6 separate regions of the Mus musculus genome follow, and regions 1, 2, 3, 4 and 5 are each linked to region 6. Evidence: chromatin contacts called from public Hi-C, HiCAR-type and HiChIP or PLAC-seq data. All regions are on one chromosome and are shown on one strand. The core of a region is the stretch at or near the end of the contact, and the rest is flanking DNA. Distances in the headings are between cores, read along the strand shown.

The links. Hi-C and Micro-C count contacts between places; a contact is called where the count stands out from the background. HiCAR-type assays count read pairs that join an accessible place to other places. HiChIP or PLAC-seq counts read pairs in DNA pulled down with a chosen protein or histone mark.
Region 1: a FOXA1 HiChIP or PLAC-seq map of pancreatic cancer cells shows a contact between it and region 6, with 7 times the contacts expected there. The contact joins the enhancer-like site here to the promoter of Sema3c in region 6. A contact is called at or near these places in 12 of 39 promoter capture datasets (the 3T3-L1 cell line, 3T3-L1-derived adipocytes, embryonic stem cells and 7 more), 2 of 484 Hi-C or Micro-C datasets (embryonic fibroblasts and nephron progenitors), 3 of 115 datasets of contacts at active chromatin or transcription factors (bone marrow-derived macrophages, neural progenitor cells and pancreatic cancer cells) and 1 of 9 other capture datasets (liver).
Region 2: a HiCAR-type map of kidney shows a contact between it and region 6, with 3 times the contacts expected there. The contact joins the enhancer-like site here to the promoter of Sema3c in region 6. A contact is called at or near these places in 5 of 39 promoter capture datasets (the 3T3-L1 cell line, 3T3-L1-derived adipocytes, hematopoietic stem and progenitor cells and 1 more), 1 of 484 Hi-C or Micro-C datasets (epidermal suprabasal cells), 1 of 115 datasets of contacts at active chromatin or transcription factors (kidney) and 1 of 9 other capture datasets (adipose tissue).
Region 3: a FOXA1 HiChIP or PLAC-seq map of pancreatic cancer cells shows a contact between it and region 6. The contact joins the enhancer-like site here to the promoter of Sema3c in region 6. A contact is called at or near these places in 2 of 39 promoter capture datasets (liver and second pharyngeal arch cranial neural crest), 1 of 484 Hi-C or Micro-C datasets (nephron progenitors) and 2 of 115 datasets of contacts at active chromatin or transcription factors (a colorectal cancer cell line and pancreatic cancer cells).
Region 4: a Hi-C map of pancreatic cancer cells shows a contact between it and region 6, with 4 times the contacts expected there. The contact joins the enhancer-like site here to the promoter of Sema3c in region 6. A contact is called at or near these places in 6 of 39 promoter capture datasets (the 3T3-L1 cell line, 3T3-L1-derived adipocytes, cranial neural crest and 3 more), 3 of 484 Hi-C or Micro-C datasets (the HL-1 cell line, pancreatic cancer cells and uterus), 2 of 115 datasets of contacts at active chromatin or transcription factors (a colorectal cancer cell line and pancreatic cancer cells) and 2 of 9 other capture datasets (adipose tissue and pancreatic islet).
Region 5: an H3K4me3 HiChIP or PLAC-seq map of bone marrow-derived macrophages shows a contact between it and region 6, with 3 times the contacts expected there. The contact joins the enhancer-like site here to the promoter of Sema3c in region 6. A contact is called at or near these places in 10 of 39 promoter capture datasets (the 3T3-L1 cell line, 3T3-L1-derived adipocytes, cranial neural crest and 5 more), 3 of 484 Hi-C or Micro-C datasets (bone marrow-derived DN2 thymocytes, epidermal suprabasal cells and uterus), 3 of 115 datasets of contacts at active chromatin or transcription factors (bone marrow-derived macrophages and a colorectal cancer cell line) and 1 of 9 other capture datasets (macrophages).

The regions. Positions count from the first base shown.
Region 1 is chr5:17,327,355-17,330,785 of GRCm38.p6, forward strand. No RefSeq gene overlaps it. Among named protein-coding and RNA genes, the nearest start is that of Speer4f2, 44 kb to the right of the region's middle. Within about 2 kb of position 2,032, at least 7 of the 459 cell types and tissues checked have an H3K27ac peak or open chromatin away from gene starts, as enhancers often do. A contact at or near this core is called in pancreatic cancer cells, where this site is marked.
Region 2 is chr5:17,417,924-17,421,179 of GRCm38.p6, forward strand. No RefSeq gene overlaps it. Among named protein-coding and RNA genes, the nearest start is that of Speer4f2, 46 kb to the left of the region's middle. Within about 2 kb of position 1,513, at least 43 of the 459 cell types and tissues checked have an H3K27ac peak or open chromatin away from gene starts, as enhancers often do. A contact at or near this core is called in kidney, where this site is marked.
Region 3 is chr5:17,357,518-17,360,855 of GRCm38.p6, forward strand. No RefSeq gene overlaps it. Among named protein-coding and RNA genes, the nearest start is that of Speer4f2, 14 kb to the right of the region's middle. Within about 2 kb of position 2,079, at least 17 of the 459 cell types and tissues checked have an H3K27ac peak or open chromatin away from gene starts, as enhancers often do. A contact at or near this core is called in pancreatic cancer cells, where this site is marked.
Region 4 is chr5:17,438,538-17,441,638 of GRCm38.p6, forward strand. No RefSeq gene overlaps it. Among named protein-coding and RNA genes, the nearest start is that of Speer4f1, 36 kb to the right of the region's middle. Within about 2 kb of position 1,369, at least 11 of the 459 cell types and tissues checked have an H3K27ac peak or open chromatin away from gene starts, as enhancers often do. A contact at or near this core is called in the HL-1 cell line and pancreatic cancer cells, where this site is marked.
Region 5 is chr5:17,388,081-17,391,519 of GRCm38.p6, forward strand. No RefSeq gene overlaps it. Among named protein-coding and RNA genes, the nearest start is that of Speer4f2, 17 kb to the left of the region's middle. Within about 2 kb of position 2,066, at least 15 of the 459 cell types and tissues checked have an H3K27ac peak or open chromatin away from gene starts, as enhancers often do. A contact at or near this core is called in bone marrow-derived macrophages, where this site is marked.
Region 6 is chr5:17,573,437-17,576,488 of GRCm38.p6, forward strand. It overlaps Sema3c (sema domain, immunoglobulin domain (Ig), short basic domain, secreted, (semaphorin) 3C), which reads left to right and starts at 1,380. Exons shown (of 18, transcript NM_013657.5): 1 at 1,380-1,529.

The sequences.
Region 1 (3,431 bases), core at 782-3,281, 250 kb before region 6:
CTGAGGAGGATACTGATCAACAGAAATAGAATGTTACCGAACACTATGTTCTTTTAGCAGAACAATATAGTTAGTTAGTTAGTTAGTTAGTTAGTTAGTTAGTTTCTGTGTCCATGGTCTATCTAGACTCAGGTTCTTAGCCACACAAGCAGTGCCATGCTTGGATGGCACTCAGTGTTCTATCTCAGAAGTGGACCTTTAAATCAGCAGATAGTGGTTGGTTACTCCCACAACTTTTGTGCCACTACTGTATCAGCATAGCAGGTAGGCATATCACCATTTTCTACTGCAGGATTTGCCATGGGCTTGGAATTTGTTTCACTTCTGGTAGTGTGCAAAATTCCTTCCAGTACCATAACACTACAGGTAAAGGCTCTAGTTGGGCATATTAGGTGTTATCTTCAACAATAAGGCATTGCCATCAGTTTGTAGAAAGCAATAATTAGCCTTAACTATAGTCTGAGCTCTTTAGGTGTTGCACTTGGCCAAAAAACTCAATTAGATATAAATATCCCTGGACCTGGAGGTTTCATTTGGTGGCAGATATGACAAGCTAGAGCATTGTCTCCTCATTACTTGATAATTTCACTGTGATTTCTTTCATTTATGTGTTTATATAAAGAAGCTTCTATAGAATTAGGATTCCTCAGAGGGCCCTTGCTTTTAGCTTTCTTTCCCCATATTCTCTCATTTATCATGTTCTGATATGATATTATCTATGATTATAGTTATCTATGATGATTAACATTTCCTGTGCAAAGAAGCAGGGGAGTCCAAAACTGTGTTTAAAAGAAATGAGGGAGTTAATTAAAGAAAGAGAGAAGCTAAGAAATTGGCCCACGCTGTTTAATCCTCCAATTTCACTCACCACCTCAGTCACTCCATATATATTTATTATATTTCCCCTTCATCAGGAAAACCTTCCCTCTACCCTAGTCCCTTACTCTATTCCTAAACTCTGTGGTTACATGGGTTGTGCTGTGCCTATTGAAAGCTTAAAAGCCAACCTGCACATGTAAACAAAGACCATATTTATCTTTTGGGGTAAGGGTTATCTCATTCAGGATTATTTTTCTAGCTCCATAAATTAACCTGTTAATTTTAGTGTTTAATTTTTTAAACAATTTAGTGATATTCATTAGTGTAAATGGGCCACATTTTCTTTAGCCTCTTTTTTTCATTTCATTTTTTCCTTTGATACACATAAGCAGTATGTTTTCACCAAAATTTGCCAGTTTAATTTATAAGAAATAATGTTGATAATGCTAAACAAATTATGAAAATAAGAATATAGTAGATTAAGCATAGGCTAAGGTTATCCAGTGAATATTTGGGCTCCACAAAAGTCTGAATATTTGTGTCTTTCCCCCAATTACTTTGGTTAAAAAATGTATAATACATTAGATGATGATAGCAGGAGTTGACAACCATTAGGGTAAGTTTGGGTCATCAGGGTAGAATACTCATAGAAGATATTAGTATCCTTTAATATATTTACTAGAAGGGATCTTGTACCCTTTCATCCTATAAGGACAGAGGATAAAAATGTCATGTCTGAATTGGTAAATAAAGTCTCACCACTGAATCAGCAGCCACTTTAATCTTGGCTTCCCAGATTACAGAACTAAAAAATAAATAAATTATGTTGCTTATAGTCTACTGAACCTATGATTTCAGTAGTGCTACATGAATGGGTGAATATATGCTTAGATACCAATGAAAAGCTGCAGACTAAGATTTAGAATGCTGGCAGCCAAGGGAATTCTTTGTGGTTATCCCATTAGACCTTGGAATGCTACTGTAAGAATAAATGGATACATGTCAGAGCATTGAGAAAGATGATTAACATTTCCTGTGCAAAGAAGCATGGGAGTCCAAAACCGTGTTTAAAAGAAATGAGGGAGTTAATTAAAGAAAGAGAGAAGCTAAGAAATTGGCACTCTGAGGCAAGTTAGGGAACTGATTTAGAGGGTGTGGGGACATGGGAAAGAAAACAAGACAGGAAGTCTTCATTACACAGGCCAAGTAGGCTGTCTGCCTTGTCAGAGATGGAACTACTGGTGAGATTCAGTGTGATTACAACAGTGGGTGGTCACTCCAGAGTGAAGCTATGTTAAAGGTCAGCATCACCAAAAAGAATCAGACGATATGAACTTGAACATCTGCTCTGATAGACAACATCAATTAGAAAATTATGAGAATGAACCCACTGAAGTTGTTCATAGGAAATATTGGGGAACATGCCTTGCTAAAAAAAAAATAAATCCATAAAGTGATAGTAAGCTAGATAAGGCTGATTGGCAGGAAGCTGTGCACTCACAGCTGTAGCTTTAAATAAAAATTAAAAAGGAAGCTTGGTCTCATAAGCAGAGCTCATAAATAAATAAATAAAAGGGGGCTCCTACGTCATCTGCAGAGGAGTCCATTTAATTTGCTAATACGTGGAAGTGTTGATAGCTCACTGTAGAGTATTTTCAGTAAGAGGATAAAAAGAAGTCATTTATTTTAAGCTACCTTATCACTTCTAATGAAAGAAGCGTCTCTGAAGATGTGAGCAGACAGACAGGGTAAGTTCATGCCTTAAGGACATTATGCGAAATAGAATAGGTCCTCTCCTTATCTCTTCTAATGCCATACATTTGAATGCCCAGGTGTCTTCACGGGTAAAGATTTTTCCATCTTGTTGAGGTTCTAAGAGCACAAATTTAGTTTGTGTTGGTGTGATACAATTACTGCCTTTTATACTTACATATGCTAAATATTATATAGAATGTAAATGTACATAGCTTAGTTAGAAAGACAATGATTCACTGAAGAATCTGGTAAATACTTTTAAAATATACAAGTGTACATTTTAAGGTCAATTTTTTCCCACAAAGTGTTAATACAGGTTATCTTGAAGCAATAGATGAAAAATATTTTTAAAAATTCAACTTAAAACAGTTCTTAAACTTTATGCTTTGTGTGTATAGTTTTATTACGCATATATTATACTTATTAATATGTCTGTGCCTCATATGCATGTTATTTGTTAGTATGTCTGTGTTTATAGCTGACTGCCTGGATAAACCACCATTACAAGGCTCATTCTGGAGAAGACTAATTTCTTCTCACAAAAGTGATTAATTACCTGTAGCTCTTCATCTAGAGGTGAGGACTTGTGAGATTTTTTTTTCAACCACATAGATTTGTCAACTAGAATAGGGTATCTGCCTGTAGGTTTTCTTCAGGTAACTAAATTGTTGAGATTTCATAGGTGCTGCTCCCCTGCATGGATCGAAGACATCTCATAGCAGACAATCACGATCTTTTGGCTTTCAAAAGCCATGTGTAGGCATTCCAAGCCTTGTGTGTAGGGCTTGAATTGCTGATGTGTCAACAATGTCTAGCGTCCCATGCACAGTTAACTGGAATGAACAGTTCTGTATTTC
Region 2 (3,256 bases), core at 263-2,762, 160 kb before region 6:
ACCTCCTTTCCCTCAGTCTCTTCTCCATTTTTGTCCCTAGCAGAAGCTGAAGAGGGTGACACTATAGGAAGATCAGCAGTGTCAAATAACCTGAATTCCCCAAGAAAGAAGATACACCTAACCCTCAAGAGACTTGAGACCCCAGTGAGTGGGGAGGTTGGTGGGCTAGAGGAGTGGGGACATCCTTTTGGAGGCAGTGGAGGAGGAATGGGGCAAGGAACTATCAGAGGGCAGACCTGGAAGGGAATAACAACTAGACTGTAATAAAAGATTAAAGATTAAAAATAAACAATGTTAAGTTATAACATGATAATTTTCATCTAAAAAGACACAGAAGATTTATTTATTTATTTATTTATTTATTTATTTATTTATTTATTCTTCTCTGTCATTCTCAGAGCTAGGATTTGCCCCATAAAAGTATTTTTAGAGAAGATATTTTCTAAAGATATGACAAATCATACTTGAAGTACTGCTTAGGCTGGTGCAAGAAGAACCCACGAGGAAAAGAGAGAACCTTGGCAGGCTTTGGATGATGCCCTTCAAGTTGCAGGAGTGTCTGTGTTTCATGGAGGAAACCAATCAATGGGTTTTGTTTTCATAAAGCAAAGTGGTATAGAGATAACTGAGTCACAGATATAGAGAGCTTCAGTAGGCATGAATCATGAAGAATTTCATGCCTTATAGAGAAAAAAGCTTTCTAATAACAATTAGGAATATCATTCTTAAGTATACATATACCTTTCAATGCAAGTGTGGACATGTGGGGATAACACAGAGTTGCAGTGAGGCATTGGTGGACAATGATTGCAGCTCTGGTATGTGTGTACTAGGTTCATAGATGCTGAAGATAACTAAGGCTTCAGTTGTAATTATAAGGTAGAGTGTGTGGATTTGTCACAAAATATCCAGGTATCATTCAGTTCCCAGTGTTTTATGTAGAGGCACATTGAAAATGTACAATGAAAAGTTAAAAACAAAATGTCTCTGTGTAGAAATGACAAATCCTGATTTAATTAAGTGAAATAATTTCAAAAATGGTAATGGGTAAAGGCATTTCCACTTTATGGTATAAATAAGTCACACATTTCTTAAATTCACATATGGATACGATTTGAAAAAAAATCTCTTAAAACTATTGATTTTTGTGCTTAGCATACTAATTTTAATAACATAGGGCAGAATTATTTTACTCCTTAAAACAGCTAATCTAGCATTTTTAAATCCATTACTTAAAAAGACACAATTGAATTAAAAAAGTTGATCTCATTTTTCTAAGGTTGATTTAATAATTACTTTCTCAGAAAATACTAAATATCAAATCACATTTTCCTTAACATCAGAAATTATGTGACAAGTAAGAAACTGTGCTGTTCTGTGGGTGGAGACAGGATGAGCCTTCAGACAGTCTGTACCTCCTTGGGGAATAACCTCACACTAAGCAGGCCCTGGCAAGGAGAAGGCTGCATTGATCCCTTTGTTACAGAGCTTTCTCTGTGCAAAGCAAAGTGATGTAAGCAAGCCTCTGACCTTTGACTGGCTGGCAGCAAGCTGCAACCAACTGGCCTAGCAGCTGAGAACAGAGAGGAAGAGTTCCCCCATAAATGTCTGCTTTAGAATTTCATCCAAAACAAAGCACACCCTGGGCTCCTAAACTGCTGTGCACCCTACCCAGGATCAATTAAGTCACAAAAACTGTCCTTTGAGAAAATCTGCCTCCTAGACTTGGAGAAATGTATGGTTTAGTAAAGCAAGGCGGCTAAACAAGTCCTCAGAATGGATTCAAGGTTTTCAGTCATGCAATCTTCCAAATCTGCTTTCTTAACACCTTTCATTCTTAATATTGCCATGCTCTTATTTTTACCTCTCAAGGGAGATTTACACTTAACTTTGTAATGTGCCACATTTTCTAAAATGTTCCATTACCACATAAGCATCGAGGCAATCCTTCAGATAACTCAACACAGATTTCCTTATCAAAGTGGCTGATTTACACCTCAGATTAAGGAATGTGAACATTTTCAGGGATGACAGACATTTAAAAGAAGCCCCCCAAAAGACAGTTCAAACAATAGCTAGAAGTTTAGAGATGGAGAAAGAAAAGATCTGTTAAATATGAGTAATTGTTACACTGAGACTTTAAGCTCCAGTTGCCATAAAGTTAATCCTGGGACCAGACCAGAAGTTAAATTGTTACCTCATGAGTTTATAGTTACAGTGTAACACAATGTTTTATCAAACAACCTTTAAACTTGCCCAGAAAGTGGCCTGACCAAAGAGCACCTTAAGACTTTATGTTGAAAAATAGAGTTAAAGAATTATTGTTCTTCCTGAAAACAAAAATATATGATGAAACTTTGTCAGTTTACTTACAATTGACTTTTGTCTTTCTTTCAAATTATCTAATATATAAATTTAGTTACATGTGCATTGGATTGTGTTTGACTTTTATGCTAATGATAATATCTACATGTAGGAAACTTCAGTTTTACCATCCAGGAAAAAAATAATAATAAATATTTATGATAGTAATGATAGTAATGATAGTAGCAACAAAAATATTCTATAAATAAAAGAAGCATCTAAATTGACAAGGCTTTGGTATTTCATTGTACTAAATTAGAAAAGATTCCCTTACAAAAAAATTTAAAATATGGAAAATCTGTATAGTATATAGTCTTACTGAATATATTTTATAATAATAAAAATAATATACAAATTCTAAAAAGACATATCTAGGATCTATCAACTTTTCAACTTTCTTTGCTCCAACTGTTAACACTATTTGAAAACTGTTCCAACTTTGTCAGAACACATTTATCACATTTTTAAAAACAATGTATTTGTATCATTTTAAATTACATGCATATGTGTGTGTGCAAGTGGATGTGTGCAGGTGAGTGGTGAACACAGATACCCGCGAGACTAGAGGAGTCACGTGCCCCAGAGTTGGAGTTACACAGAGTTGTGAGCCATCTGAAATGTCTACTGGCTACTAAATCCAGGTCATGTGGTGGAGCATCAAGTCTTAGCAACCACTCGCCATCTCTCTGAGAGATGAGACTGAGTCTCATTAGCACTGTTTCAGTGTACACGGTTGCAGGACATTGACAGATGACGAGGTGCCAGTGTTCCCTGAGGAAATAGATTCTCTCCCCACAGAAGCTGTCAATTGCAAAGAGCTACTGATCTAGAGGTGGGAGCTCAAGAGACTGTGCCAATCAATGCTAAAATGTTTTGCCACCTTGTTTGATCT
Region 3 (3,338 bases), core at 829-3,328, 220 kb before region 6:
TGTGTTCATTCAGAGATGATGCACCTAACCCTCAAGAGACTGGATGCCCCACGGAGTTTAGAGGTCAGGTGGGGAGTGGGGTGGGATCATCCATGTGGAGATGGGGGTTGGGGAGGAAGTATGGGATCTGGAACAGTGGGAGGGTGGATGGTGGGAGATAATAAAATATGGAGTATAAAAAAAATAAATAATTAAAAGAGAAGCGCAACCTCAAGAAAAATGGAGAGTTATCTATAATACACAATTGTCAGTGATATGATTATTGAAAATATAACTATAAATGTTATTACTGTATAAAATAGCTTTCTTAATACACAAAAAATCAGGTCTGTTATAAATATATAGCATAATATGGATGGAAATAATACCCACTCATCTAATTCACACATGTGAACTAGAGATTTAAAAATATAGTGAGATTTAAAAATATAGCCATTCATGTCAGAAACTTTTCTTTTTAATATTCTAAAGTTAGTATTTCCAACTAATAGAACGCGGTGCCTCTACAGATACCATGCTTCACAAACATTGGCTAAGGCTCTCTGTGACGTGGGCATGATTCTCAAGGAGTTACACTTTGATTACTCACACTAAGAGCTACTGGGAGAGCTCCAGAATAATAAGCGAAGTCAACAGTTGCAGGCTCCTGCTTCACTAATTTTACACACCTAAAGTAGAATGGACATTTTAAAAACTAAGTTTTTTAAATAGAAAAGTATACATCTATTTGCCATTTTGATTTCTATACAATTTTATGTGGTGTATTAGGATAGGACTCTTTTCGACTTCATTTGATCACTGTTGGCTTTTAATTAACTAGAGCTTTCCACTACAGACTAAGTGTGTAAGAGATGTTGTGTAATGCAGTCATAAAAATATTGGACTTTATATATTTATCTAACCATTTTTTTTCTTATAACATGTAATACTCAAATGCCCCTCCTCCCAACTGTAAACTTAATTTCAGTGTAACTAGCATAGACTGTTTTTTTTCTAAACAGGTAAATTCATCGTGTGAGAAAATGCCATTTGAGCTTTACTTTCTGATCCTAATCAGTATATACAGAATATTTTTTTTAAATCAATAAACCAGTTAAAGTCTTCCAAAGCAGAAGTATTTCTCTTTTTAGCATTTCTTATATAGCAGTTTTTAGCTATTCGCATTGTTAACTTCAAAGATGGTGTAATTACAGTTTTTAAAACTAAACTTTTTTTTTCTTACTACATGATAACCCAACTGACATTAACCTTTTAAAAATGTACACATATTTTAAAAATATAAAGCAATAAGAAATTCATACTCCATAGAAATTTCTACATTCTGTTTTTACATGGGGTTAAGATGTAGAGTTTTTTCCCTGAGGAACACATATACAGATTTTTATATTCCCAAGTCTCATTTTCTTACATATAAGAACAAATGAATGATCTCTCCTTGGTAACTTATCCAACCCAGAAAAGAAGAGTAACTCCATCCCAGTTACAGGTGCTACTGAGTCCTGACATGGCTCAGTTTAACTTTGAATACAGTGAGGAAGCAGCATTGTAGAGCCATTGACATCACCACTTCCAGTATTCCCAGGTGCTATCAGAGAAATTTTGCAAAACCATACTAAGTAATACCAATAGCTCAAGTCTTCTGGGCTATTGGTTGATCTAGTCACGTAGGTATCCACACAAGGTAAATCTTTATGTTTCAAACTCGCATAATGTGAATCAAATGAAGCCCCGGAGAAGGATCAAGATCCATGCTCTGTATGCTAAACCAAACCAGGCCTTGCTGTTTCTTCATGTGCAAGGTCAGTAGCTGCTGTGGATTTGCCTCTTTTGTAGAGTGAGGCAGGAGATGCATCTGCTGCTTTGGTCTCTCAGTAAACATCACAGGCTGTTTTTCATTTAAATCTTTCCCCTCACATTCATCAAATTGTTTTTACTGTATTTTTCTTTGGGTTAGAACAGGAAGCCATGAGACACTCTTCCTAAAATGTAGAAACATTGTGAAATGGAGGTTGTATTAGTGTACTCTAAATACACACACATATACAGTTTGAAGCTTTATAGTATTTACACACTGGCTCCAGAAGCTATCTATGAAACAAGCTTAGGCAAAGCTATCTGGCTGGGAAGGAAGAAAAGCTTTAATGATTCATGGAAAAAACATGAATACCACATTTTATGATGAGGGGTGTGACAAGAATTCCTTTTATGACCAAGCTTTACTCAGGTTCCTAAACCTACTATAATCATTTGTAGGTTAAGTGGTAAAATCTAGACACTTTTGTCACCTTACTATGAACCAACCAACCTCAGTATCTGATCATCCTGGATACATAACTGGGTAGCTCCCACCTACCATCCTCCAGAGGTGTCTGATTACTCTGGCCTATCTTCAAATTTCTGTTACACTCTTTTACCCAAAACTTACCCCAGTCCCTGTTATTGCCCTTAAGTTTGTACCCACTGACCTCCAGTCTGCCTCCACTGATGTCCACTTTCCATCCACTGAATTTACGTCTGTATCCACTGGTTTCTACTCTGCATTCACTGGCCTCCAATCTTCATCTACTGGCTTCCACCCTGTATCCTCTGACCTCCACTCTGCATCCACTGGTATGCACTCTTCATCCACTGGATTCCATTCTGTATCAACTGATCTCTACTCTGCTTCTACTGATGTCTACTCATCATTCATCGTGTTGCATTATGTAAGCAATGATTTCCATTCTGCACCCACTACTGTCGACTCTGGGTCCATTGAACTCTATTCTGCATCCACTGACCTCTATTCTTAATCTACTGACTTTCCCCTGCATCCATTGTCCTGCACTCTGCTCCTAAATTGTACATTCCGATTTGTTCAGCCTAATACCCCTGCACTCTAATAAAGTCCCAATGCAGTAGGTCCTACATATATTGTAGTGAACAATACTCGTTTTCTTTTGATTACTTATAAAAATATTAATGACATAATGTGTGACTGCTCCACTCATTAGCTTATAGGAGCTGAGGTCACCAGCACAAGACCTACATAAGATCATGCCATTAAACATTATAGCATGATGGGGAAGTGGTTCTTAAACATTGACCCCTAACTTGGAGCTATGGAGAGTTTTAGCTTCTATGGGAGAGTTAAGTTTTCTTTAAGGGTGTGACCAAGTAGGTGAATCACATTTCACTGGATTTCCCCACATAGCAAAGTATGTGGACAGTATATATTAGAGTCAATACATTATTAAGTACATAAAAAGGGAACTTGAAATTAGAGGTAGGAGTTTGGGTTATGTCTCTGACAAGTTAACAGGAGGAGATGGCATGAATATAATAAAAATACATTGTTT
Region 4 (3,101 bases), core at 119-2,618, 130 kb before region 6:
ATGCTGTTTTGCTTTGCTCACATTGATCATTTCTGAACATAAACCTGTGGTGCCTATCTCCACTTGAGATCAACCCCTACCCTAGGAATGCCTGTTTCTATTCAGCTGTGCTGGTCATATTATTCTGCTGCTTCAGGACTGCCTTATGTCTTAAATATTAAGTTTGTTTGCTCTATTCCCATGTGTGTGTGTGTGTTCCCTCTTAATTTAATACTCCATATTAGTTCAACCTATATACTCTAATAAAACCTGTATTTATACCTTTTCAATGAAAACCACAAAAACAAATGAACAAAATCTTCCTTAATACTTATTTCCCTACTTCTATTATTTCTATCATTTAAACTCTTCCTGAATAGTTACAGAGACAGTATTCTTAGAAATGGTGCTTTAATAATAATTACCTCATTATAAACAAAAGAAAATTATTTGTCCTCCCTGTCATTGTACTTCTCAAAGCAAGTATGCACCATGATCTTCACTGTAGTACACCTTTCATCAGCAACAAAACCAGCTTTCCATGTGACTACATCCTCTTGATTTCTCCCATTCGATATCCTACATAAATGAAGCCCAGCTCCTCAGGGAACTTACTTATTTCTATTAGCGCCATCTCACAACAAGCATAAAGACTTTGATAAGAGATCACATTGATCTATCAGTTGAAGATTAATAATAACACACATTTAAAGATATATAAAGTTGTGTTCTAACGTGCTTCCCTGCCACTTAATAAAGAGGAAGAAGAGGCATGGAATTTGAGAGAATGAATGCTGAAAGTTATCACCAGGAATGAAGAATTAAAAGGAATTATTCTGATAAATTATCAAGGATGTTAACAATAATTCATAAAAAAAAGAACTATGAGAAAGATCATAGGAGTATCATAAGTAAATTTTAACAATTATAGAAGCAAGGCACATTAAAAAAAAGTGTGAGATGAAAACCACACTCTCATTCTGACTACTGAAAATATTTTAGCAACATGACTAAGACACTGAAAGGAAATGGATAGGAAGGAGGCAAAATAATGCTTCAGTAGGTAATGAGCAGAAGGAGTTACTCTGTACTTTATACCCTGTTTTTATATTCAGAAGGAAGGGAGTCAATGAAAAGGTCAGGGTGAGGAGGCAAGCTGTTAGGATGTGATTGATGGTAGACCAGAAGGCAGGAGTGCCTTCAGAGGGACATTATTCTCCTTTGAATTCCTAGTTCCTTTCTTAATTCTTGGCTCCAAACAAAAGTAGAATAAATAGTTTTTGAATTAATAGATGAAAGAAGGAAACCCCAATGCAACCATGGGAAATGATAAAAGCATGAGTAAGCTAATAAAAATGCCTTCCCAGTTACAGACAGCATGGAGAATTTTAATGTACACCTCTTTCCAGCAAAATGGGAGGCACAGTTCTTGATAAGAGTGAGTAATGGACTAAGAGTGGGAGACTGGTTAGAGTAGAAAAGAAATGGTTGCAGGAACCCTGTAAAGGAATAGAGGGCAATAAAGATAAAATATATTTAAGGTACATTGACATTTCCAAATAAAATGACAAAATTGAAGCATCAGTCAATAAATTCCAGAGTAAAGTACAGTGGCCCTGGATTTCTACTATCAATGACTCCAGTATACCTGGTATCAAACATTAAAAACAACAACAAAACAAACAAACAACAAAACAACACAGGAGCAAAAATTTCAGTGATATGTCTCATGGGGAGAAATGCTTTCCGATCATTAGTGGTAATGCACCTACAGCAAATTGCTAAGACATCTCTATCAAATCATTTTGTTTTCTTCTCAGTTCTTTCATTTATTTATTTATTTGATATTTTATTTATTTACATTTCAGATGTTATCCCCTTTCTCGGTTTCCCCTCTGGAAACTCCCTATCCCATTATCCCATCCTCTCTCCCCCTGCTTCTATGAGAGTGCTCACCCACCGACCCACCCACCCACTCCCTCCTCTCCACCCTGGCATTCCCTTTCATTGAGGCATCAAGCCTTCACAGGACCAAGGACCTTTCCTACCATTGATGCCCGACAAGGCTATCCTCTGCTACATACATATGCAGCTGAAGCCATGGGTCATTCCAGGTGAACTATTTGGTTGGTGGTTTAGTCCCTGGAGCTCTGGTGGGTATGGTTGGTTGATATTGTTGTTCTTCTTATGGGGTTGCGAACCCCTTCAGCTATTGTGTTATTTGGGTTATTGGTCTTTCATTTCTTGAGTACTTTATGAATTTAGGATGTTAACCCTCTTTCAGATGTAAGGTTGGAGAACATCCTTTCCCAATATGTAGGTTGCTGTTTTGTCCTATTAACAGTGTCCTTTGCCTTACAGAAGCTTTTCAGTTTCATGAGGTCCCATTTATCAATTCTTGATCTTAGAGCTTGAGCCACTGGTGCCCAGATGAGGAAGTTGTTTCCTGTACATATTAATTCAAAGCTATTCCCCACTTTCTGTTCAATTAGATTCGGTTTATCCAGTTTTATACTGAGGTCTTTGAAAAACGTGGACTTGAGTTTTGTGCAGGATGATAGATAACATCTACTTGTTTTCTTCTATATGCAGACATATGTTATACTAGCATCATAAGTTGAAAATGTTTTTTTCCCCATTCTATGGTTTGCTTTTGTCTTAGTCAAGGTTTCTATTCCTGCACAAACATCATGACCAAGAAGCAAGTTGGGGAGGAAAGGATTTATTCAGCTTACACTTCAATACTGTTTTTCATCAGCAAAGGAAGTCAGGGATGGAACTCAAGCAGGTCAGAAAGCAGGAGCTGATGCAGAGGCCATGGAGGGATGTTCTTTACTTGTAGGCTTGCTTCCACTGGCTTCCTCAGCCTGCTCTCTTATAGAACCCAAGACTACCAGCCCAGAGATGCTCCCACCCACAAATGGCCCTTCCCCCCTTGATCACTAATTGAGAAAATGTCCCACAGCTGGATCTCTTGGAGGCATTTCCACAACTGAAGCTCCTTTCTCTGTGATTACTCCAGCCTGTGTTAAGTTGACACAAAACTAGCCAGTACAGCTTTCTTTATCAAAAATTAAGTGTCCATAGTTATGTGGGTTTATTTCTGTCTTCTATTTGATTCC
Region 5 (3,439 bases), core at 816-3,315, 180 kb before region 6:
TGTATCCAGGAGGAGATTGTCTTCCCCAGGTATCCAGAAGAAGGCAGTCTTCCACAGAGCTTGAGCATAGGAAATCACAAACTCACCCTACAGTGATGCACATCCTCCACAAGGCCACATCTATTCCAGCAAGGCCATACCTCCTAATGGTGACACTCACTATGGGTCAAGCATTCAAGTACATGAGTCTCTAAAAGGAGGGGGGCACCAAACTTATTCAAACCACTGCACTTGCATACATGTATATTTGAACGAGTGTACACACATGTGAATGTAAGTGTCCATGAGGCACAGAATAGGGTGATTGATAAATGAGGAGTGGCAGGTAATGGACAGCTGCCTGACAAGAGGACTTGGAACAGAACTCAAGTAGGTGTCCTCAACCTCTGAACCATCTGGACCCATGTAACTCCTATTTGAAATTAATTAAAAAATAATAATAATTTGAGGTTTGGGTACCTTGCTTTCCTCTCCTCCTCATTAGCCTACCATCTTGCCTTTCTTTTCTTTTCCTTTCTTTTGTGTGTGTGTGTGTGTGTGTGTCTTTCTTTTTTATTTTTGAGATTATGATTTTATTACATTTCTCATTTCCCTTGTTTCCCTCTAAATTCCTGCATATATTCTTCCCTGCTCCCCTTAAAAGCCATGACCTCTTTTTTTGAGTTTTACTATTCTGTACATGTGTCTGTGTATGTCTGTCTGTCTGTGTGCCTATGTGTGATAGATAAAAATACAGATAGATATGTATATATCTATTCCTAAATTTAAGTTTTTCAGTATATATAATGATATTCATAGAGATTTAACTCTACATGTTTTAATTTTGATTATGATTTTTTATACTGGTCTCTGTTGCAAAGAGAAGTGTCCTTGATTGGGGGTGGTGAACATTGTACTTGTCTGTATGTATAAGGACAAAAGTTTATAGATTATTATAAGGATTGATTGCTAGTTTGAGAAATTAGTGGTTTTAGATTCTCCTCTAATATCCATGACTTCACTAGCACTAAGTGTTTAGCTAGGTTTCCAGTACCAAGCCTGGTTCCCTTTCCATTGTGTGCATCTTAGAGAGCTGTTGGTTACCACCAAGGTATGCACACTACTACTGCCCACTTAGGTTTCCTATGCCATGCTTACTCTTGATGTGGTTCATAGGCATCAAGGCCATATATGACCATTGATTACCTCTTGGGGGCTGAAGCTTTCATATTGATTCCAATACAGGGTTCTCTGGATCCTGCTTCTGAATAGATGGTATTTTAACAATAGACATTTAAAATTCACGAAGGTGAACAGCAATAGGTTTTACGTTTCAGGAGTCTTTTGTTCAGCTCTGGCCAAAGGGGGGGGGGGGGGAAGCAAAAAGGAGACTTCTCATGTCTTGGGTTTTTTTAGTATTTTGATGTTTGGGGAGTACTGGCAGATCTGACAAGAAAGAGGGAGCTCATTATAGGAATATGGAGGGAGGTAAAAACAATAGCAGAAAAAGAGGAGTATTTAGGAATAGATGGGGAGGTAAATCCAGAAGAAGGGGGGAGGTGGGTAATAATAATTAATAATAATAATAATAATAATAATAATAATAATAATGTTTGACATATCATAGGAATCATACTATTAACTGTTTACCAAAAAAATCTCTATAATATACTAAGTCATGGAATAGTTATACATAGATAGTTTAATGAATTTTTCTTGCTTGTTTTCCTTTATGGTGAGTTAAAAATTAATAGTAATAAGTGACTACCCCTGAAGATCTTAGATTAATAGTAAAATCTAAGGGGGGTTTTCAAAGAATTGGATAAATTTGTACTACTTCTTTAAGAAAATGGATTTTCCTTTCTAGAGTGAATACCTGAGAGAGAAAAACAACCAACCTAAGAAGCACATGGGGAAGTATGCTGAAATTCTGGCATGTCACCGAATTCAGCACACACTGACCTGTCACGCTCTCTGCGTTTCAAACATTTCTGGCTTCATCTTGGATGCAGCTCAAAGGAAAGGATCAAAAGGAAGTGAAAGGATGTCCCTGACTTCCGTTCAGTGTCTCAGACTCACTCTCCACACTGCACACTAGCTCCTAAGACTTACCACATCCAGCTCACGTGACAGGACAGCTGACTTACATTCATTGACCCTCAGAAATCCTGTAAGTGAAAATAAAAGTAATTTCTTGAATTCGTGGGCTTTTCACCACAGTAAAGTTCATAAGCACGCTGACAATAAACACCATGTCTTAGTACAGAAGTGTTATTTATGTTCTGTGGCTGTACTGATGCACAAGAGAGTCTAACAAAACCTCAGAACTCGAGGTAGTCATTCATGCCTTTCAGCTCTGCATCCAGATGGCAAGGGAAGGAATTTTGGGAATACAAGCATAACCTAAGTTGTTAAAGTTACTTTGCAAATCAAATCAAACCATAAGTGAATAAAGAAATAAGTCTTTGAACAATATTCTAAGATATCTTTACTAGCATACATTCAAATCCATAAACAAAACTTGATACAAAACTACAGAATTTACTACAACATCTATAAACGAGAGATTACTTAATAAATGTTTGAAGACTGGTTTAGAACTATTCTCAATTTTCAAAGTTCCCCAAATAGTAGGAGCTGCTTTTAAAAAAAATTAAATCATATCCTTAAATAGGAAAGTGACAGTCACTTCCCAACTCCGTCCATGATTCATCATTTCTAAAAGTTGGCTTGAGAGTTTACATAGCCAAATGCTGGAGACTGATAGACTAAAGAAACAACAAATGTTAAAGAAAACGTAGAGCAAGTTCTAATCAAGGTGCTTTTAGAAACATAACTTAGCCACAGTTTATTTAATAAATATTTGATATAGGTTTGATGAATGAATTTTTTAAATGGATGAATGAAAGAAGCAAAGAATAAATATTTATTTGAGAATTCTTGGCTTATCTTCAAAATTCTTATAAATAAATGAAGTAAGTCTATAAGTGATACCCATTTTGTACATTCTAAGTTATTTGAAAATTAAGTCACATTAAAATATGATGTCATGATAAGGATCTGAAAACATTTAGTTAATCTAAAATATTTAAAAGTGACTTTACATCATAAGTACGATTAAAAATATAAAATAAATGGGGAACACTGGAATGTATTCTTAAAAGCATATTTCTCATTACATCTGTTCAGTCAACGTGTCAAAAATGCATGTTTTAATGGTGAGAAAGAATAGAAAAAATAAAGCAGAAATTTCAGTTTTTGTAAACCATCTTCTGTTAGTTTATAATAAGTTGTGAGTGTACAATTTTGTTGGAAAGATAAAATAACTAGTAACTGTTTATATATTTTACTTCCCTTATTTTTGCACTCAGTACTAAAGGAAACCACATGAAAGAGAATAAAGATGCAAGTCCAAAACTCATTTTCACAGAGGGTGATGGCTTTATTTTTATTAGAACTA
Region 6 (3,052 bases), core at 130-2,629:
TAGGTTCCTTGTCTACTATGTACTTAGCTGTATACCGCAGAGATAGTCCACCTTAAAATGCAAACCATCTCAGGCAGGCGAATCTTGCAACGATTATGAACTTCTTTAACTTGATTTTCACATATCTCAAATATATGGCAAAAATCAGACAATCCTACCTACTGGACATCAGAGGCGGTGTCTACATAGATACAAAGATTCTGCCCTCTAATCACTAACTCCGGCAACTCTCCTTCTTGGGTCCGACTGAGCGGGAATTCTCTTTTGTAATCTTAGAGGTGTTTCCCGCGACAACTTTGATAAGAATGTAAAGATTCTACTTCATTTTGTAAGGCAACTGAGGAAATACACAGGGAATAAATTGCACTCAAGGGTCCCTCACACAGTGACACCTACTGGGCTGAAGCGAACAGTGATTTTTTTTTTTTTAAGCCAGCTCTGCTCAGTTTACAAGGAGTGAAAGTCTTTTCTTTTGATGTTCAATCATTTAATTCAGTCTAGTCAGAAGAAGAAACCCCCTTCCACACACACACATCAAAGTCAGTTGCACGGCTTAACGAGTTTTCCTGAAAGCAGGGCTGCAAATAACTCGCCTGTGTGTAGATTTATGAGTCTCAAAGTGTTGGGACCATTGGAAACAGCATTCTTGAAAACAAAACAAAAACGTGAAAATTCTTACAACTTCTGTTTTGGGAGTGTCCCGGAGAGGAAGGTGCTGGATATGATTCAGTGTGGAAAGGTCAGCATAATTACTGATTTCAGGACGTTAGGGAAACGCGGCAGGAAACAATACTCAACAGATTACACTTCTGGGAAAGGGGGTTACCGTACGTTACTCTCCCCTAGCTTTAGAAATTTTGCTTCAGGGTGAAGACAAGATCCGTGCCCGTTTAAAACGGTAACTCTTTGCCTTAAAAGGATGCAGGGAATCTTCCTCTGGCAAAACAACTGCTTTGCACTCGGATATTTACAGCGTAGCCAAGCCTGCATGCTTTTCAAGAGGCGCGCATAGCAAAACTGGCTGAGCGCGCTCAGCGACTGTTCACTGCCAAAGGCAGCGCTACGGAGAAGAGTCTAGCCTGCAGCAGAGCCTTCCCGCGCCCAGGCCAGCCTGTGCTCCGCCCTCAGGCTCGCTGCCACCCGCGGCCAGGCGCTCCCTGGGTGGGGCGGCGGCCCGTGCAGATGCGGCGGGCCACGCGGGGCCGCTGCTGCAGCCGGCTGGGCGGTGCGCCCGGGCAGCCTCAGCCGCGCGCCGCGTCGCTGTAATCGGACACCGAGCGCTCGCCCCCGGCGCCCGGCCACTTGCCATTCACTCCGCGGTGCGGGGTTGAGCGACGTGGAGAAGGGCTCCGGGTGCCGCGGCTCTGCCGCCCGGGATTCTGCTACAAAGAAACTCAGCACCGGCCGGCAGGAATCCCACCCTCCGGACTCACTAAGTCTTTAAAGGTCTTCTGGGGAAAGGACCTAGGGGACTGGAAATCCAAGCCCGGAGCAAGTGGCTGACTTCTCCTGGATCTTTTCCCACCTCGGTAAGCCGGACTCAGATTTTCAGTCTTACTCAGTTACTGAAATAGAACTTTTCTGGGTCTGTGTACTGACTTGTTTTTCCTTTGGTGTGCTCAAGTCTGAGTATTTTCTTAGGAGCCCACGCGACTCATGAGGAAAGCGCTCCGGGAGGAGCTGAGCCTGACTGGAGGCTGTGGCACCTGCCAAGACTTTAAGTTGCTCCAGTGCCTTCTAAGGGGAAAAACACCGGTGGAAGCTACATAATATATTTATACTCTCGTATTTACTCATAATAGATGACCAAGCACTAGCCATCACTTTTAAGTGTGCGAGTTAAAGGGACTAAGTTGTAAAGGACTTGGGCGGGGGATGGCAGTCACAGCCCATCACTAGGTCGGACTGAAACCAGGGTGTTCTGATAGATAGATCAGCACTGTCTGATCTCCCATGTCATCTAGGCAATGTTCTTCGCAATTTATGGAGCATATCTCTTTTAGGGGAGGCATATCGGATTATGTACTGGTAATAGCAATATGTAAAAATGTACAAATGTCTCTAACTTGGTTAATAAACAGACTAAGGTTGGACATATTAATAGTATCCCTTCCCCCTGGTTTTAACTACTAAGTCAACAAATCCCAGGGGTAAAATTCTAAGGGAAAGTCACCCATAAAAATCAATTTTCTTCTAAGTTAATTTAGGGATGACAGGGTGAAGAGGTTGTGGAAGCAGGAAGAAACTGTTTCTTTTGAAAATTACCAACACAAACATCTCTAGGGTCTCCTCCATCTGTGTGGTAGAGGCAGAGAGTTTCATGTTGCACTCTTGCAGCATATGTGCTACCAATGAGACCAGTTTAGATTTTTCTTTGAGATTGCATGCTGTGTTTAATTGTCCTTTCCTTCTGTGTCAGAGAAACAGCCTTTTCAATTTTTAACCTCACTTCCTTATTGAATAGAATCAATAATGTATTTTCAATTTAAAAAAGCCATATAACACAAGATCTGTAAGGTTGCATTTCCAGACTAGACCTGCTTGTCATTTTACTGTATAATTACACTATATGAGAAGTGATGGGATTTCTGATGGCCAGTGGGGCTCATATAGGTTTGTTCTAACAGTACCTGGCCTCCCTTTATACTTAGACATTAGTTAATAGCTTATATTAATTTTATAGCTACAATTTTCAAGCAAGAATATTGTCTCTTTGATTCATTGTTTGAAATTTTGATGGCGCACTCTCTGGATGATTTATGTAAAATATGCCTTGGTGGATATGGGGCTCCAGTGGATTACTCACCACGAGGTCATTGGTTTAAATCTGGCAGGAGTCCATGGTTACCTCATCTGCATCACTTAACCACTGCCTGGTCATCTGCATGCACTGGCAGATAGCTGATTGGGGTGGTTTAATAATCAGGGATGGAGCACAGGTAGATTTATGTATGGAAACACTATTTCAGAGGCAATTAATCCAGAAGAATTAGTGAGCATGGAATGAATGGGTACCCATGAATAGGATGGTGGAATCTACTGTATTTATTAG